Linked DNA regions of Macaca mulatta: region 1 is linked to region 2. Evidence: chromatin contacts called from public Hi-C data. All regions are on one chromosome and are shown on one strand. Each heading gives the region's core, a stretch centred on a gene start, on an enhancer-like site or on the middle of the called end of the contact. The rest is flanking DNA. Distances are from core to core; before and after follow the strand shown. Region 1 overlaps BCL2A1 (BCL2 related protein A1). Region 2 has its middle 17 kb from the start of MTHFS.

Region 1 (5,023 bases), core at 2,055-4,554, 34 kb before region 2:
TGCCTGCCTTCTTTTTTTGTGGCTTCTCATCTCTCTTTTTCTCCTCTTCCACATTTACCATGATTTCCTCTCTCCTAATTTGAAGTGCTGAGAAAGGATGTGCTCTCACAAGATCTGAGAGGAGAGCTAGTGCCATTTGGCTGCTTTCAGCATTCATGAGGAAAGGATGGTTCTTAAAAACCATTAGAATGATCCTGAGATGAAACTCATGTCTCTTCCCTTGGGATCACCCTTCCTTTTGAACCAGGTGGCTCTTCTTACTTCCTCTGCCTTCAATGAAGCATTCTCCTCTGCGTATGCCGGGGGAGTAGAAAGAATGCTTGGCACTGAGCTCCACGTGGGAGAAATCATGTCTACTTAATGCATCACTGTGTACCTCATGCCTAGAATAGGGCCTATTGCATAGAAGGTAACAACAAGTATTTGCTGATGGAATGATTCAGTGAAGCAACACTGAAACTGGAGATTTGAACTCTGGTTTTCTCCCTCACTAGAGGTATAACCTTGGGTAAGTTACTGAGGTACTCTGAGACTCAGATTCCTTATATAATGTATATCATAATATGATATGACATATGATAATTTATTATATATAATATTTAATGAAAACAATCTTACCTACCTTTAAAGGAAAGCTAAACAATTATAAAACACTTTTTGTAAAACAGTGCTTTCCAAGCTGTCAAATACTATGCAACTATGAGGGTTACGTGGGAAATTCCAGGAAGTTTAGATAGGTTATTCTTTGCCTTTCTGAAAGTAGGATGTACAGTCAGAGTTGGTGCTTTCCCAGTAACCACCATTTTAAAGCTTGGGTCATACCATTAGGCCAAGAGGTTTCTCTTTTCTTTGTTATCCTTACTTCTTCCCTTTGCTCAGGCCTCTGTTCCAAGGTTGCCTCCTCAGAGAAGTCTTCCTTGATCACCCCAACTGAGAAAGTACTACTGCCACTCTCTGTCTCCCTGCCCAACTTGATTGCCTTCATAATAGTTTTCATGACTGGATATCCCATTGCATATTTGTTTGCTTCTCTGTTTATTGTCTGTGTCTGCCATGAGAATATAAGCTTAGTGAGGACAGGGATCCTGTATGCTTTCTTCACCACTGTGTTTCCAGCACTTTAACTGCTACTGGCATGTGGCCAATGCTCAGTGAATATTTCCTGAATGAATAAATGAATAAATAATATTTAGAGAAGTGGGAACAACATAATGGTATTTGTCTGTATCTTTTTTTTTTTTTTTTTTTTGCAACAGGGTCTTGCTCTGTCACCCAGGCTGGAGTGCAGTGGCGCGATCTTGGCTCACTACAGCCTCAACCTCCAGGGCTCAAGCCATCCTCGCATCTCAGCCTCCCAAAGTGCTAGGATTACAGGCTTGAGCCACTGCACCCGGCTGCCTCTATCTCTAAAAATTCTGAAGTTCTGATTTTCTTTGGACTATTGATACAGCATATTATTTTATGCTTTGGTTGTCTTGTAACCAAAGTAGCTGAATTTAACAAACTATCACCATTTCCAGAAATAATAAGGCTGAAACAATTCTTAATTACTACTACATTACTGATAAGATACTGAATCCTTATTTGTATATTTATCTTTGCATAATGGTTTTAAGATACAAATAGCATCATTAAAGAAAATATGTCTGAAAATAACATTTTTGAAAGGAAGAAAAGTCACTCCCATCACCGTAACATATCCACATGCAGACACTGTATGCAACTGTAATTAGGGCATACAAGAGTTTTTTCGTGTGACATATTATAAATATTTTCAACACTGTCTCACATATTCCATGTTAACATTAGGTATTAATTTCTAATATCTACAGAATATTCTGTTAATTTGTCATATCATAATTTACTTAACCAATTTACAATTGTTAGACAGTTTTTTTTTTGAGTTTTCCCCTTTTAGATATAATGCTTCAGTACTGAAGCATGGGTATGCTTTTCTGGTACCCCCTACCCTCCAATATTTTAGAAGACTGCCTCATGATAAATTTCTAACAATGGAACGACTGGTTCGTAAGATATGTATAAAATTACAATACTCTAGCATATTGGAAAACATATTTTCTTTCCAAAAGCATGTCAATGGAACAATGTCACAACAAACTTAACAACGTGGGTGGTACTATTAATAATTTTGAGGGTTTGATAGGCATAAAGTAACAAAGCGAATTTAATAGGTCTAAAAAACAATAAGACTGTGTTGAAAGTACATTTCTTTAACTGCTATTAGTGTTTTTACCATACACTTGTTAATGATTTATATTTCTCTCTTTAATGGTCTTTCCCTTTTAGACTATTAAGGGCCTGAGGATTTTCCGTTACATTTGAATGAACTCTTTCATGCTATATGTAAATATTTTCCTAGTCTATTGTTCTTTTAATTTTAATTTTTCATAGTTAAAAAAAATTTTAGGCCGAGCACAGTGGCTCACGCCTATAATCCCAGCACTTTAGGGGCTGAGGTGGGTGGATCACGAGGTCAAGAGATCAAGACCATCCTGGCCAACATGGTGAAACCTGGTTTCTACTAAAAATACAAAAATTAGCTGGGCGTGGTGGCATGTGCCTGTAGTCCCAGCTACTTGGGAGGCTAAGGCAGAAGAATCGCTTGAACCCAGGAGGCAGAGGTTGCAACGAGCCGAGATCGCGCCACTGCACTCCAGCCTGGGTGGCAGAACAAGACTTTGACTCAAAAAATAATAATAATAAATAAATTTTAATCTTCATCTGGTTGAATTCATTAGTTTTTTCTTTGTTCACTGTCCTTCTTTAGACATTGATGTATATAAGATGATATGTTATGACTGCTCAATGATAATAGACAATGATCATTGTCATAATAATAAAAATCATGCTGTGCACAGTGGCTCACACCTGTAATCCAGCATTTTGTGAGGTGACTGGATCATGAGGTCAGGAGTTTGAGACCAGCCTGGTCAACATAGTGAAACCCCATCTCTACTAAAAATACAAAAATTAACCAGGCATGGGGGCATGCGTCTGTAGTCCCAGCTATTCAGGAGGCTGAGGCAGGAGAATTGCTTGAACCCAGGAGGCAGAGACTGAGGTATGCCGAGATCGCACCACTGCACTCCAGGCTGGGCAACAGAGCCAGACTCCATCTCAAAAAAAAAAAAAAAAAAATCATTTCAGAGGGCCTCATTATACTTGCGAAACATGGGGTTTATGAAAATTCTAGGAAGGAGAGTAATGAAGTGGATACCTCTTGAGAGTGTATGGGAAACTATGAGTATGTACTGGCAGGAGGGAAAGAGGAAGAGAGAGGGACAGTTTCCTTCCTCTATCAAGGTATGACAGCATGTGTCACAGCACGATGCACGCTTAACACGTAGGCAGAAAATGGCTTTCTTAGGAAATCTTTCAAATGGGAAATCCCCCTGGCTGGTGATATTCATCCGCTCTGCCAATGATGCTCATAAAATGATTCCAAGGCACCACAGAGCTCTCGAATCTCTCCCAACTATCAAAGAGTTATGCTTGGTTTCTGTTTCAATATTAGTTACGCTAGGCTCTGAGCTACTTGCAGGTATTTGTAACCCCAGGTTCTGAAACCTGTAAGATGGAGATGTGAATGTTTGCCAGATGATCATTTGGAAACATTATTTTACCAATTTTCTAATTCTTTTGGCACTTGTTTGAAAATGTATGGAGTGGAAAGAAGTAGAGTGTTTGCATTCTAATCCAGGTTCAGGCACCAAGGTGTTGGCTAATCTTAGATAACCTATTTTTTTTCTGGGCCTCGATTTTCTCATTTGTTAAAATAAGGGAGGACTTCAGGCTAGATTATCTCAGAGGTAATTTTCAGTGAGCATTCTTTGATTACGGACTGTAAATTAACTAAATAAAATGTCCAGTTAGTTGGGTTACTGTATATTTTTAAAACTATGATCACAAAGAGAGTAGATTATGAAAGAAACCATCAACCTTTTCATAGCTTCAAAGGTATTGGTTTAATTTGGATTTACTGTGAGTTCTCATGATTTTCAATACAATGCAGTTTACAGTATAATAGAATTCATATTACAAATATAAGCGCATTGAAATAAATGTTGGACAATTGAACAAGAACAAGAAAAAAAAATAGGCTTTCTATCCTCTAGAGCTGTGCTTGCTGTCCACTATGGTAGTGAAATGTGGCTAGTCTGAACTAAGATATGCCGTAAGTACTAAATACTCATTGGATTTTGAAGATTTGTTATGAGAAAAGAATATCTCATTAATGATTTTATACTGATTACATATTAAAATAACACTAAATGTATCTTAAAAGTTAGTTTTACCTATTTTTTTACTTTTTAAAATATGGCTACAAAAAAATTAAAATTACAGATGTAGGTCACACTGTATTTCTGTTAGATGATGCTGCTTAAGAGGGGTAGAAGGAGTAGAAGATTAACTATTTGCACTATTTAAATGAAAATATTTTTGCTTTTTATTACAGCATACTTAATCTACAATGATTTTTAAAATGTTAAATTTATTCTCTCATAGGAAAATGGCTTTGTAAAGAAGTTTGAACCTAAATCTGGCTGGATGACTTTTCTAGAAGTTACAGGAAAGATCTGTGAAATGCTATCTCTCCTGAAGCAATACTGTTGACCAGAAAGGACACTCCATATTGTGAAACCGGCCTAATTTTCTTAACTCTCATCAAAACGATTGCCAACACATACTTCTAGTTTTAAACAAACAGCTGTGATGATGTAACCTGACTTTCCATAGTTATGGAAATTTTTCCCCATTTAATGAATAAATTGTATGTATTTTTCTCTATGTGCCATTTTGTCTTAATTTCTTGGGTCTGCCTGGAAATTCAGCCGAAGGGTAAAGCTCAACACAGGAGACAGGCAATGGATTATGGGATGACAACCAGGAAGGTGGTGTGTTTTCTGCCCGTCGGTAGACTCTTTCAGGGGTGCCCATTACCCAGAAGTCCTCCATGTCACTAGGCTAGACTGCAGACTAGACTGAGAAGCAGACTCAGGCT
Region 2 (5,419 bases), core at 786-3,285:
CTTCTCTATATATTTAAGTATATTTACTCTTATGTTTTGCAACCATGAGGACTCATCAGAATCCTTTACTTTTTGGTCCTGGAAGAAATATTGGAGATCCTCCAACTCACATATTCTAAAGTAAGTTAAGGACCAGAGATTAAGAGACCAGTGATCAGGGTCAAGCACATTTATGCTACAGCTAGAACCCAACATCAGGCTTTCTGATTCTTAATTCTTTGTTCCACACTACAACAAGCTCTTCTTGCTCCAAACGTTAGTGCTAACTTCATATGTCCAGTGAACTATTCTTTTCAAGGAGTATATTGGAAGGGTTCTCCTTACAGACACTGACTAGTTGGAATCTATTTCACAAAGCATTAAATGCCAGTGAAAACTTCTATACATGAAGTAGTCTTTTTTTTTCTTTTGAGACGGAGTCTCACTCTGTCCCCAGGCTGGAGTGCAGTGGCGCAATCTCAGCTCACTACAACCTCTGTCTTCTAGGTTCAAGGGATTCTCCTGCCTCAGCCTCCTGAGTAGCTGGGACTACAGGTGTGTGCGACCACGCCCAGCTAATTTTTGTATTTTTAGTAGAGAGGGGGTTTCACCATGTTGGCCAGGATGGTTTCTATCTACTGACCTCGTGATCTGCCCACCTCGGCCTCCCAAAGTGCTGGGATTACAGACAGGCGTGAGGCACCGTGACTAGCCAGTAGTCATGATTTTCAACCCTCTGGCAACAAGTTTAGACTGGTCAGAAACAGCAATGATTTTTAGATGTCCATTATATAGATAATATATATTACTTGACAATTACGTTGGCAAACAAATACGTTCTTTGACTAGGTCTGTATAGCTAGGAAAATACTCGATCCAACTGGCCAAGATCGCGCCATTGCACTCCCGCCTGGGCGACAAAAATAAAAAATAATAATTAAAAAAAGGGCTTAGCATGGTATCTGGCCAGTAGGAAGAAATTATATTTATTATTTTTAACTTAGACCTCTCTTAATTGTCTGAAATTTGGGTTTCTTTCAGGTGAAGAAAGAGGACACAGGCTGTCTCTGAGGCTCCCGCCAGCGGAGACAATCTCTAATTAAAAGTAGGCATCGGTTAAATATTTGCTGAACAAAGTTAACTGTCTCTCCCCGGACCCCGTTGAGTGCCCACTCGAGAACTGGCCCGGAGTCGGGCGGGACTGGTCCGTGGGAACCACAAGCCGACCATGTTCACCACCTCGGCCCGGCTCGCGGCATACCTTCTGCTCGCCTCCGGGACCGCAGGGACTTTCAGTCGCGCGTCCAGTAGCGCGCCACTTCAGCCAGCAGTCCGGACACGCCCCTCCTGGCCCAATCCCCGCCCCTCACACACCTGGCCCCGCCCTGTCGGGAGCTCGGTGATCCTCTCTGCGCCGGGTTCTCTCAACGCCCGCCGGCGGCCACGCCCACCCCCGACGCTTTGAGGTCACTTACAGGGGCGACCCTCGGGGGGCGGAGGGACGATGGCGGCAGAGGCCAGATATTGGTGCTCCCTCCCTGAACCCCGGACCGGCGCCGAGGAGGCGGTTCGGCTGGCGCCAGCTGCACTTCGGGACCCGCGCTGGGGGGACCCTGGCGGCGGGGCCTGGTCCTGCTACATGCGGGCGCTTCGGCTGGAGTGAGCGGCGGGGACGCCTCTTTCCTCCGGCTCTTTCCCTGTTGCTGCGAGAGCGAGTGGGCGGCGGGCGACGGAGGCAGCCGGGCCGGGATGGAGGACGTTAACTCCAACGTGAACGCGGACCAAGAGGTGCGGAAGCTGCAGGAGCCGGTGAAGAAGCTGGGGAAGCAGCATGAACAGCTGAGGAGCCGCTCGCGCTGTGCGGGGCCCCGGCTCCATCGGCCCGGCAGGGTGGTTCGCCAGCGCCTCCACTCCCTCCTACCGCGCGGGGTCCCCTCGGGGCTTCCCCTTGGGCCTCAGCGCCGAGTCGTGCGGCGGGGCCGTATGTACCCGAGGCGGAAGAGTAACCAGAAGCTGCGGGACGCCACCTTCTTGCTGGCGGCGGGGGAGGGCGGCTTGCTGGACTAGCTGGAGCGTCTGTCAGGCTGGGAGGAGGGGGAGGAGAGCTGGTGAGCGCGGGGCGCCCGGCGGGGCTGGTCGGGGAAGCCCCAGGGGCGGAGGGCATCCCCGAGGGTCCCTCTGGTCGGGCGCCTGGCTTTGTGTAGCCAGGTTCGCTCTCGGCGGGTACTCGTGGTGTTCTTGCTCTGGCAGAGGGAAGGTCAGTTGGAGTTGGACGCTCGAGACTTGCGAGTAACAGGGCTTGTAGCTCCTCTGGATTGTGAACCCTGTGGGTGCTGGGCCCTGTTGGGGTCGGTGGGTTAGTTGGATCCAGAAGGGCTGTTCGCTGTGGGGAGGAGTCGGAGGTGGAAAACTACTTTGTAGGCAGGGATTCTCCTTTGTATAAGAGACTGGCTTTCGGATGGTGGTCCGGGCATTTTGAATGTTGGGGAGGGGTCGGGTTGATGAGGTATTACCAAGTTCGGGGGTTGCAGACCAAAGTAGCCTACGTCTGTGCAGCGGCTGGTGTTTGGGATCAGTTTCTAGCGGGGATGGGGAGACCATGTGGATCAGCACTCCCCTTTGGGTAGTGAGGTAAAGCTTGCTCTGTGTGAAGAGGTCAGAGGATGGTGCTGTTTTGTGTGAAGAATCCAGGGTGGAACAAGAGCCCTGGCTCTTCTTAAAACAAGAATTGAGTCTGGCATTTTGCAGAGTTCTGAATTGACAGTTATCACATCCATCCTTCATTTCCACGTCCTCCTAGGGGCAGAGAAAGAGTCCTATTTAAATATCTAAACCAAAGCTGTATTGTCATAAGCCACTTCTTGACGAAATTGTGACCCACACCTTAATATCACTTTCATAAATAGGACATGGGAGGCTTTTCCCCTCGTTTTATTATAAAGATGTCTGTGGGAAATTCTCTTAATTCATCCTTTTAAAAATTTTACTTTTTAGCTAAAATGTCTCTGCTCAGCTGAAATTCAAACTGCTAACTTAGTGAAATCGAAATCATTCGTGGACTATAGTATAGCAGGGCTGGAACTGTGCAGTGTTCTGAGGTAGTTAAGAGCTTTGCTAGATTCAGGCCCTGGTTTTGCCACTTACTAGCTGTATGACCCTGAGCAAGTTATTCTGAGCCTCACTTTCTTTCTCAAATAATAGCACTTACTCTATAGAGTTCAGAAAATTTAGTAAGATAATCCACGTATGCATTTAGCACTGGATGTGGCATATAGTAAACTCTCCAAAACTAGCTGCTGTTTATTATTATTATTATTATTATTATTATTATTATTATTTTGAGACAGAGTCTTGCTCTGTCGCCCAGGCTGGAGTGCAGTGGTGCGATCTCGGCTCACTGCAAGCTCCGCCTCCCAGGTTCACACCATTCTCCTGCCTCAACCTCCCGAGTAGCTGGGACTACAGGAGCCCGCCACCACGCCCGGCTAATTTTTTGTTTTTGTATTTTTAGAAGAGATAGGATTTCACCATGTTAGCCAGGATGTTCTTGATCTCCTGACCTCGTGATCCTCCCGCCTCGGCCTCCCAAAGTGCTGGGATTACAGGCTTGAACCACCACGCCCGGCCAATATATTATTCTTAAGCCTAGTTATTTAAATCAAACATTTAGTGAGCTCTTACATGATGTAGTAGGAGACTCTGAAGATTCTCAGGTGTTGATCTCTGTTCATAAGGCAGTTATAGTCTTGTGGAGAACTAAGTTTTATGCAGTTAAATAAACTAGAAAGTGTATAGTGAATTACCAAAAGAGAGATATTACCAAAAGAGAGAGAGAACAAAAGGTACTGTCAGTGCTCAGTAAGAAAACAGTAGTCCAAAATAGATGGGCCAAACTTTGAGGAGGAGATGGCTTTGGAGTCTGGAAATGAGGAAAGAGTGGGAAGGGCATTTTATGCTCTGACAACTACAAGAACAGAATCAGAGATAGTTCTAACTCCCAGTTAGGAAGATTTGAATAACAGAAGTACTTTTGAGTATATGATGACAAACCTTTATTTTTTATTTACCTTTTTTTTTTGAGACAGAGTCTGGCTCTGTTACCCAGGCTGGAGTGCAGTGGCATGATCTCAGCTCACTGCAACCTCTGCCTCCTGGGTTCAAGCAATTCTTCTGCCCCAGCCTCCCAAGTAGCATGCCCACTACCATGCCCAGATAATTTTTGTATTTTTAGTAGATATGGGGTTTCACCATACTGGCCAGGCTGGTCTTGAACTCCAGACCTCATGATCTGCCTGCCTTGGCCTCCCAAAGTGCTGCGTGAGCCACTGTGCCTAGCCGGCAAACCTTTATTACCAAGTGATATCAAATATTATTAGAGCTGAGTATGGTAGTGACAGTTTTTCATATAAATGTGAAATTGCATCCTCCCAAAGGAATCCTGAGTATGTATGTACTTTAAAAGAACCCAGAATCATCTAAATATTGTCACATGGCTCTTGCAAGTGATGATAATAGTGATGCTCATAACAATGAGGATTAACTGCACTCATCAGCCTGTAGAAAGTAAAAAGTTTCCTTTTCGAAATTTCCTTTCTTGTTAAAGAATAAATGTTAAGTGAGAAATAATAGTTTCCTTTAAAGACTAACTTCCTTCAAGCCTCGTCTCCTTAAAACTCTTTGTTAAGCCCTGTCCTATGTAGCTGTTAGATATAAGGGAATAAGTATATTCTATGTCCTTGTACTTTAACCAAGATATTTGTGCTGGACATGCTCTCAGGCACGTTCCAGCTCGCAGCCTATGCCCCTTCCTTATTTGGAAATATTACTACTTTTCTAAGTCCTTTCGCAAGCAACTTCCTCTTTTCCTTTGTTCTCTATCGCCTTTCCCTATTTAGGAAAGTTTTAAGTTACTAGCCAGTAGAGTTTAATTTAAATTGTGAGGTCCAGCTCCAGCCAATGGAGACAGGACACAGTAGCAGGGACAAGCTACATAAGGAATAAAAACTGCTTCCCTCCTTTGTTCGGGTGTGTAGTCACCATTGTTTCATCTGTGAGGAGCACCCTTTCTGCAGAAAGTAAAATTGCCTTGCTGAAAAAACTTTTAATCTAAATGCTGATTTTTCCTTGCAGTACTGAGGAGCAAGCATTCTGTTTCTAAATAAACATTTTACTTATAGCAATGGTGGTGGCCTGTATGGGGAGCCATTCTCCTCCGGGGGCGGGGCGGGGGTGGGGGGCGGGTGGTGGTCTCTGGTCCTCTCTCACAAGGAAGGTGCCCCACTGCCTTGTTACTGAGGCCTCCAGCTAAGGAATCGAGACCCACCAGGTGTGACAAATAAACTGGAGTCTCAGCAATGCGGAAAGAAACCGCTGGTGACCTGGAGTAAAAGATCCTCACATACCATGTGGACCAGGCAACTCTGCACAGACCAAGGAAGGA

What was found. A called contact is a pair of places that touch in the nucleus more often than the background predicts.
Region 1: a Hi-C map of CD4 T cells shows a contact between it and region 2, with 3 times the contacts expected there. The contact joins two enhancer-like sites. A contact is called at or near these places in 5 of 14 Hi-C or Micro-C datasets (CD4 T cells, blood, fetal cortex germinal zone and 2 more).

The regions. Positions count from the first base shown.
Region 1 is chr7:58,164,587-58,169,609 of T2T-MMU8v2.0, reverse strand. It overlaps BCL2A1 (BCL2 related protein A1), which reads left to right. Exons shown (of 2, transcript NM_001261278.1): 2 at 4,528-4,767. The coding sequence ends at 4,635. Among named protein-coding and RNA genes, the nearest start is that of BCL2A1, 7.0 kb to the left of the region's middle. Within about 2 kb of position 3,304, at least 15 of the 40 cell types and tissues checked have an H3K27ac peak or open chromatin away from gene starts, as enhancers often do. A contact at or near this core is called in CD4 T cells and blood, where this site is marked.
Region 2 is chr7:58,128,982-58,134,400 of T2T-MMU8v2.0, reverse strand. It overlaps the pseudogene LOC106999253. Among named protein-coding and RNA genes, the nearest start is that of MTHFS, 17 kb to the right of the region's middle. Within about 2 kb of position 2,035, at least 28 of the 40 cell types and tissues checked have an H3K27ac peak or open chromatin away from gene starts, as enhancers often do. A contact at or near this core is called in CD4 T cells and blood, where this site is marked.